2 separate regions of the Triticum aestivum genome follow, and region 2 is linked to region 1. Evidence: chromatin contacts called from public Hi-C data. All regions are on one chromosome and are shown on one strand. The core of a region is the stretch at or near the end of the contact, and the rest is flanking DNA. Distances in the headings are between cores, read along the strand shown. Region 1 has its middle 89 kb from the start of LOC123045105. Region 2 holds the start of LOC123045107 (DDB1- and CUL4-associated factor 4).

Region 1 (3,318 bases), core at 577-3,076:
CACAATCTCCTCATCGTCAGATAAAGAATCATCCGAGTCGCAAATAAAATTGTGGAAAAAGAACTCGTCGGCGGAGTCCGCCGTCGATCAGCTTGCGAGCGTCGTCGAAGAAGCTGGCCGACGAAGAGTCGTGTGCCTCCCCTGGACCATGTAGCTGGCCTGGCGGCGTCCGGCGAGCGTGACGGTGTCAGATGCCACGCTTTTGTCCGCTTCAAGTAGGGCCAGGGCCATGAGGGCGAGGTGGTGTTGGCGGCGACGTCGAGGAAGTTGCGGAGGTGGCGTGCTGCGGGGGAAGTACATGGGCATGGGCGGCTAGCTTGGGCACCGGAACTGGGCGGCAGCAGCGACGGGGTGGGGCGGCACAAGGTGTGCTGGCTGCCGATGGGAGGAAGAGAATTGCCTATGTGCCATCAACTGGCGGGCCAGGGATGTAGTAGCCGGGCTTGCGCGAGTCCATCTCGTGTCCGCATCGACGCAAATGAAGCTCAAATTTTGACCTGCAAAGGTCACCCGACGCGTAAAAAATAGACGCGCACATCTGTTTAAATCCTGTTGGGCCCATTTTTATGTATGTTCCAACCCAAACAAAAAATTGGTTCAATCTGGCTGCAACTCTTCGAAATCACTAATTAAGGAGTACTTCTTGCGGAGATCACTCCAACTCCCCCAGGTTGCGACAAGTGGCGTGCTACATGTGCGCCACTTGTTGCAACCTGGAAGTTTTCCTTTTTTTCGTAGATTCGTTTATTCAAAACGTTTTATCTCTTAAACCGTGCATCCAAATCTCGAACCGCTTTCGCCATTGGATTCCTCGCGTCGAGATCTTCAAAACTAGATCCCATGTTGATAGGTTTCGACGAACTTTTTTTTCAAAAAAAAACAGACAAAAAACCTAACCGGGAACACGGATTTTTTTCCCTTTCCGAAAGAGGCACGCCCGTGCCTCTGACGAAATCACAACCGTGCCTCTCGCGGAAGCAAAACTGTATCTCTCGCGGAAGAAAAAAAACAGAAAACTTGTTTTTTTCCTTTTCGAAAGAGGCATGCCCGTGCCTCTCGCGAAAGCACAACCGTGCCTCTTCCGGAAGCAAAACCGTGCCTCTCGCGAAAGAAAAAAAAAATAGAAAACACGTTTTTTTAAGAGGCACGCCCGTGCCTCTCGCAAAAGCACAACCGTGCCTCTCGCGGAAGCAAAACCTTGCCTCTCACGAAAGAAAGAAAAAACAAAAAACGCGTTTTTTTCCTTTCCGAAAGAGGCACGCCCGTGCCTCTCGCGAAAGCACAACCGTGCCTCTCACGGAAGCAAAACCGTGCCTCCCGCGAAAGAAAAAAAAAACAAAAAGCACGTTTTTTCTTCGTTTCCAAGAGGCACGGCCGTGCCTCTCGCAAAAGCACAACCGCGCCTCTCGCGAAAACAAAACCGTGACTCTCGCGAAAAAAATACGTTTTTTCCGCAAAAAAATTATTTTTTTCAAAAAGAAAAATTTGTCAAAAAGTTAGGAAAGACTGGTAGAAAACCAAAACGTAAAAAAAACAGGAAAACCCCCGTTTAAAAAGCCAAAAACGCGGGCGTAAAAAAATAAAATTCAGAGAAAGCGTTCAGAGCGCGACACGTGATAAATTGATTATGAGTGTGCCAAATGACACTGATCGTAGCGACGCTGTTGAAGGAGCGCTCGTTAATTAGTTGCTCCCGTAACTCTTGAAGTTGCCGGCCAGTGAGAGTCAGGGAGCAAAGATTTATAACATCAAATCATGCACGTCATATCATATGGCACCGATTGATGGATGGCAACCCGTGGGATCCGGAAGATATACTGAGGTTGACATCTCGGTTGATCCATCCTGTGGCGACTGTAAGGAACAGATAGTCTGACGTTACGCCGCTCTTACGGAACCCCACCGATGCAATCAGCATTTTCCATTACCTCCTAGCATGTAACTTAAATATACGTATGAGTATACTTCACATCCCACACGCATATGCAATACACAATGATATAACATTTCTTTTAAAATATATACACACCCCGCTTGAGACATTTATACACAAATACATATACAGAAGCGCTGCAGCGTATGTGTGCAGTTTTTTTAAATATAAAATACAAAAATATTTGTGGACACACAACGTTGATTGTGACTGTTGTGAACTACACTTACTGTATACAGCCTGTGACATTACATGCACATGCTTAATTGTACGGGCCTGGCATTTCTTACGCGGTGGCCTGGTCGGTCCGTACGTACCGTAGATGCGATCAAGGTACTACCTATAGCTCATTACGGCGCGTACGTACACGATGTAGCAGCAAACAGATAGGATCTGATGTATAGAATTATATAATCATATCACATACGGCGATTAATCATGGGTGTCAGTGCATGCAAGTACATATCCTTGCTAGCCACTGCAGCCAATTAGCACATCGCGCGTACGTACGTACGTACAAAGCAGCCGCGTAGTAGCAGTAGTAGATTAGACAATAGACATACGGCGCGCGTGCGAGCGTGCATGGAGTACGCACCACGTACGAGCCTGACTGACAGTTGCAGCTCCTTGGTTGATCTCTGCCCAAAATTTCAGGGCAAGGATCGTTCGATATGGCAGGCAAATCACCGCTAACATTTCGACTTTTACTGACCGGCTTCATGTTTAGGAATTTGACAGGCACCATGGAGATTTAATGGAGAAAGTTCATGACAAATTACCGACACATTTAATTACTAGACATTCCTTATTTATTTATTTATTGTTAATCAATATTATGATATACTTATAGTAGTGAATTGTACATGGTAGAGATATATGAGGTGACTACAGCGATTACAAAATAAAGTGTAAAAGAAACTAGCAAATCTTTGAGATTTTCAAACTTTTTCTTCATCCATGAAACAAATCTTGTACTTATCTGAAGTCAATCCTAGAAAATAACAAAGGTATCAAAACAAAGATCTGTAAATATTAATGATGGTTCTCCCGTAGTTTTAATTTAAGCCGCAATGCCAAGGCTACGATGCACACACGCAACCATTAAAGTAAGCAACCAACACCAGCAAGAATACCAACCGGTATTCTAGGGACAAAAACCAAACAACTAGGTTGACGAATCTGGGAGCCAAAAGTGTGAATCACCATTGTCGAGGATGTAGCCGCTCGGACAGATATTGGGAGCACAATCTTCCTCGCGGCAACCAAAAGAAAAAAAAATCCAAAATCGATCTGACGAAGCAAGATATGGAGGACATACCTAGATAAAGTAAATCTTCCAAACCATCATTGACATCGCTCGTCGAACGGAGAGCCGAAAATTATTC
Region 2 (3,318 bases), core at 372-2,871, 570 kb before region 1:
AGAACTACTTGTGTGCCATCAGAATTACAATCAGCAGTCCATACTGTACGATCAAATGAAGCAACTCTCTCAATTCTTCCATGAGCATTCCGTGAAACCGTTGCAGAGTCAATAGTTGACATATCCATAATATAAACAGAACCACTGGATCCTCCAGATCCAAGAGTAGCCACCATGTTTTACGATGTCAAGTAACCCAAGCTCATGTTCAATTACCAGGCAATAGTACAGAACATAAAATGCACAAGTCGAAACACATGTAATTATGACAACAGTAATATGCATAATAGAAGCAACAATTTGAGGATACAATGCTCGCTGAACTGATGAGTTGGTGCTGGCTGCATCATGAAAGTTGTGCCCGAACTTTTTTATGCAAGATATACTGGATGAGAAGTTTGAGAAAGCTGTTTCAGATGACCAGATATTTGCAAGTGGAGAATTCACTGCTGCTTTCTGCTTTCCCAAGGGAGTCCAAACAGGCTGAGGTAAAAACTCCATCTCATCCTCAAAATTCTCTAGAGCAGTTCCCAACCCAAATAATCTGCCAGATAAAAATATGTCATGCACCATGAAACACCAGTATGGTCATGCTTATACTCAAAGAGAACAACTGAATATCAAAGAATCCAACAAGTTTTAAACTTATAAAGCCATGCAAGTTCTGTCTTCAAGAAAAGAGAAATTGCTGTATTTGTGTTTTAGTAATTTCGTTTTCAATTCAAAATCCATTATTGCATAGCTTGTTAGCCGTTGGAATATGTTTGAGCAGAGAACGCATCGGCGGTATGGTATCAAGAATTCAGGAACCTCAACTGATGGTACATCTATACTCCCAACAATCAATTGTCAAGTTCTAAAGCTTTTTCACTACACGGACAGAAAATGAGTGCTTTGGCAAACCTCACCTGATTGAACCATTCGTGCTGCCGGTCGCTAATAGCTTGGACTCACGCAGCCCACTGGGAGTCTGAACCATGGCGTGCAGTTCCTCCAGTGCCTTATCAGCCACTAAGGTTGTGCCTTGGTACTTCCAAACCTACCAAGCAGCGCTATGGTATCAGCATATATTGCACGAAACGAAAGGGAAAGCTGCAGCAAAAGAGAAGCTCGGATCAGCACCATCGGCTGCGACGCCTGTGTGTACTGGCACTGCTGCTTGAAGGTGGACTTGTTGTTCTTGGAGAATATCACACCACCGCCGTACATCTCCCTGGCATGCAGCAGCTCGGACTGCCTCGCCCTTTTCCTGCGTGCTGTGGGAGGAGGCGAGGGCTCAGCGGGCGGCGGCGGAGGGCGAGGAGGGCGGGTGGCGGCGCCGGGGATGCGGCCCTTGGTGGGGAAGTAGCGGTTCTTCTCCGGGTCGTAGTACAACCCGGGCAGCTCTGCAGCCAATCAATCGCGTCGAGGTCAGGCGCAGCGCGACAAGTTGGCCGTTCGTGCGGAAGTAGGGGGGAGGAGTGCCTAGTAGAGAAAAAGAAAAGTACCAACCTTTGGGCGGCATGTCGCCGGCGTGGTGTTTGGAGTCAGCTGAGAGGCGGCAGGGGATGGACGGCGGTGGCGCGGAACAGGGATGGCGGTGTGCGGCGCGTTGTTGTCGACGGGAAGGGTGGACACCTGGTTCTTGTCTGGACTGGACCCAGACCGGACCGACAACGCGCGCCAATTGTGAAGCGGGCCAATTGTTGCGGCCCACCCACATTGATGGAATTTTTTTTGAGCAACCCACGTTGATAGATGGTGCTATTATCTATCTGATGTTTCTTCTTTGTGGCGCGTCCCTTGTGGTGCGTTTGCGAACCAGGCCAAATTTTCGTGAATTTAAACATGTTAATTAATTTGAAAATATTCCTAAATTAAAAAAGATCATAAATCAAAAAAATCGTGAACTTAAAAAATATGCATTTATAAAATGTTTGTAAATTAAAAACAGAAAGTAAAAAAATAAAAGAAAAACATAAGGTGAGAAAATCCAAAAGAAAATTAAAAATTCGCCGAAGAAAGGCAGAAAAGGAAAAGAAAGATGTTGGCTCCTTTTTCATCTATGTCAGCTTCATCGCTACTGACTCCTTCTGCCCTCGTCCACCGCCACAGTCAAGGCCGATAACATCTACGCTACCACCTCCACTATCACCATCATGACTCTCCACCCCAGCAAGTTCAGACAGCGAGGGGTTTGTACTTTTTTCTTTTGATATCCAATTTCATGCGGACAAATGAGAGAAAAAAAGAGTGATCAGGTGTAGGGGTGTTGCCCAAAGGCCGGAATTCAGATTCGGGATTACCGACGTCAATTCGACAACGAGCACTCCATTGTCATCGGATATTGCTATAAATAAGTTCAAAAAGGGTGTTGGGATTATGGTTCGTGATCGAGTACAATGCACGTTGAGAAATGAAAATCGGTATCGGATAATCATTGCCAACCGATCGTCAACGAGATCATGACGTACCTCCTTGTAGATCCAGAACACATAAAGGTTGTTCGGAGGGCAACTCTTCTTACCACTAGGAATATTTCCCTGGATGGAAGTCCACCTTGACGACGAAGTTCGTTTACCAGAATGCAACTCCCTTTCAATATTATTTTCAAATTCAGCCATGTGTGTGGGATGAATTTGTGCGGCAAAGACCACGCCGAAATTTAAAGAAAAGGTTAGAAACACAGAGAAATTGCCAAATTGAACAAGTACCCACATCATATGGGAACCGTTGGCACGCAGCAAGGCCAAGGTATGGTAGCAGGAGGATGAGGAGCTAGCGAGCGCCAACTTGTCCACAAAATTTTCGCATATCCATGACTCAAGAATAAGAGCTTGGGTAAGAGCAAGGGAGCCATCAACCACGCCATCGGGTATTACCGATGACCGTGATTGTGCGAACTCTAAAGCTGGTGAGGATGTTGATGGTGCTAACAAGCGGCCCGAGACAATATATGAGAAGCTCGTGATATGTCAACAAAACCCTCCCATAATGGATTTACAATATTTTCACTTGTACTTTTTCATCAAATGATATTTTCCCTTGTATGTTGAGAAAGATAAAGAAGCACAGGGTGGCCTCTTCATAAGAGAAGTGCTCTAGAAAGTACTGGGAAACCTTGAGCACTCCCGTCAAACGAGCAGAATAGGAGTTTTTTCTCCATGGAAATACGCAATCGTTCATCGGAAGAGAAGCGTGATCGCAAGAAAGCCAAGAAAAGGTTGGTGATGATGAAAAAAATTGTGACTCTTAAAGAGTCATTATTAAAAAGCCTACGAACAGAGTTTGGAATTGGTCAAGGATCAGCAGCACCAACACCGACTGCGCCAACGGTAG

The links. Hi-C and Micro-C count contacts between places; a contact is called where the count stands out from the background.
Region 2: a Hi-C map of leaf shows a contact between it and region 1, with 5 times the contacts expected there. The contact joins the promoter of LOC123045107 here to the enhancer-like site in region 1. A contact is called at or near these places in 2 of 5 Hi-C or Micro-C datasets (both in leaf).

The regions. Positions count from the first base shown.
Region 1 is chr2B:395,129,484-395,132,801 of IWGSC CS RefSeq v2.1, reverse strand. No RefSeq gene overlaps it. Among protein-coding and RNA genes, the nearest start is that of LOC123045105, 89 kb to the left of the region's middle. Within about 2 kb of position 1,826, at least 1 of the 8 cell types and tissues checked has an H3K27ac peak or open chromatin away from gene starts, as enhancers often do. A contact at or near this core is called in leaf, where this site is marked.
Region 2 is chr2B:395,695,839-395,699,156 of IWGSC CS RefSeq v2.1, reverse strand. LOC123045107 (DDB1- and CUL4-associated factor 4) reads right to left here and starts at 1,621. Exons shown (of 14, transcript XM_044468053.1): 1 at 1,492-1,621; 2 at 1,123-1,385; 3 at 909-1,039; 4 at 311-544; 5 at 1-144. The coding sequence starts at 1,504.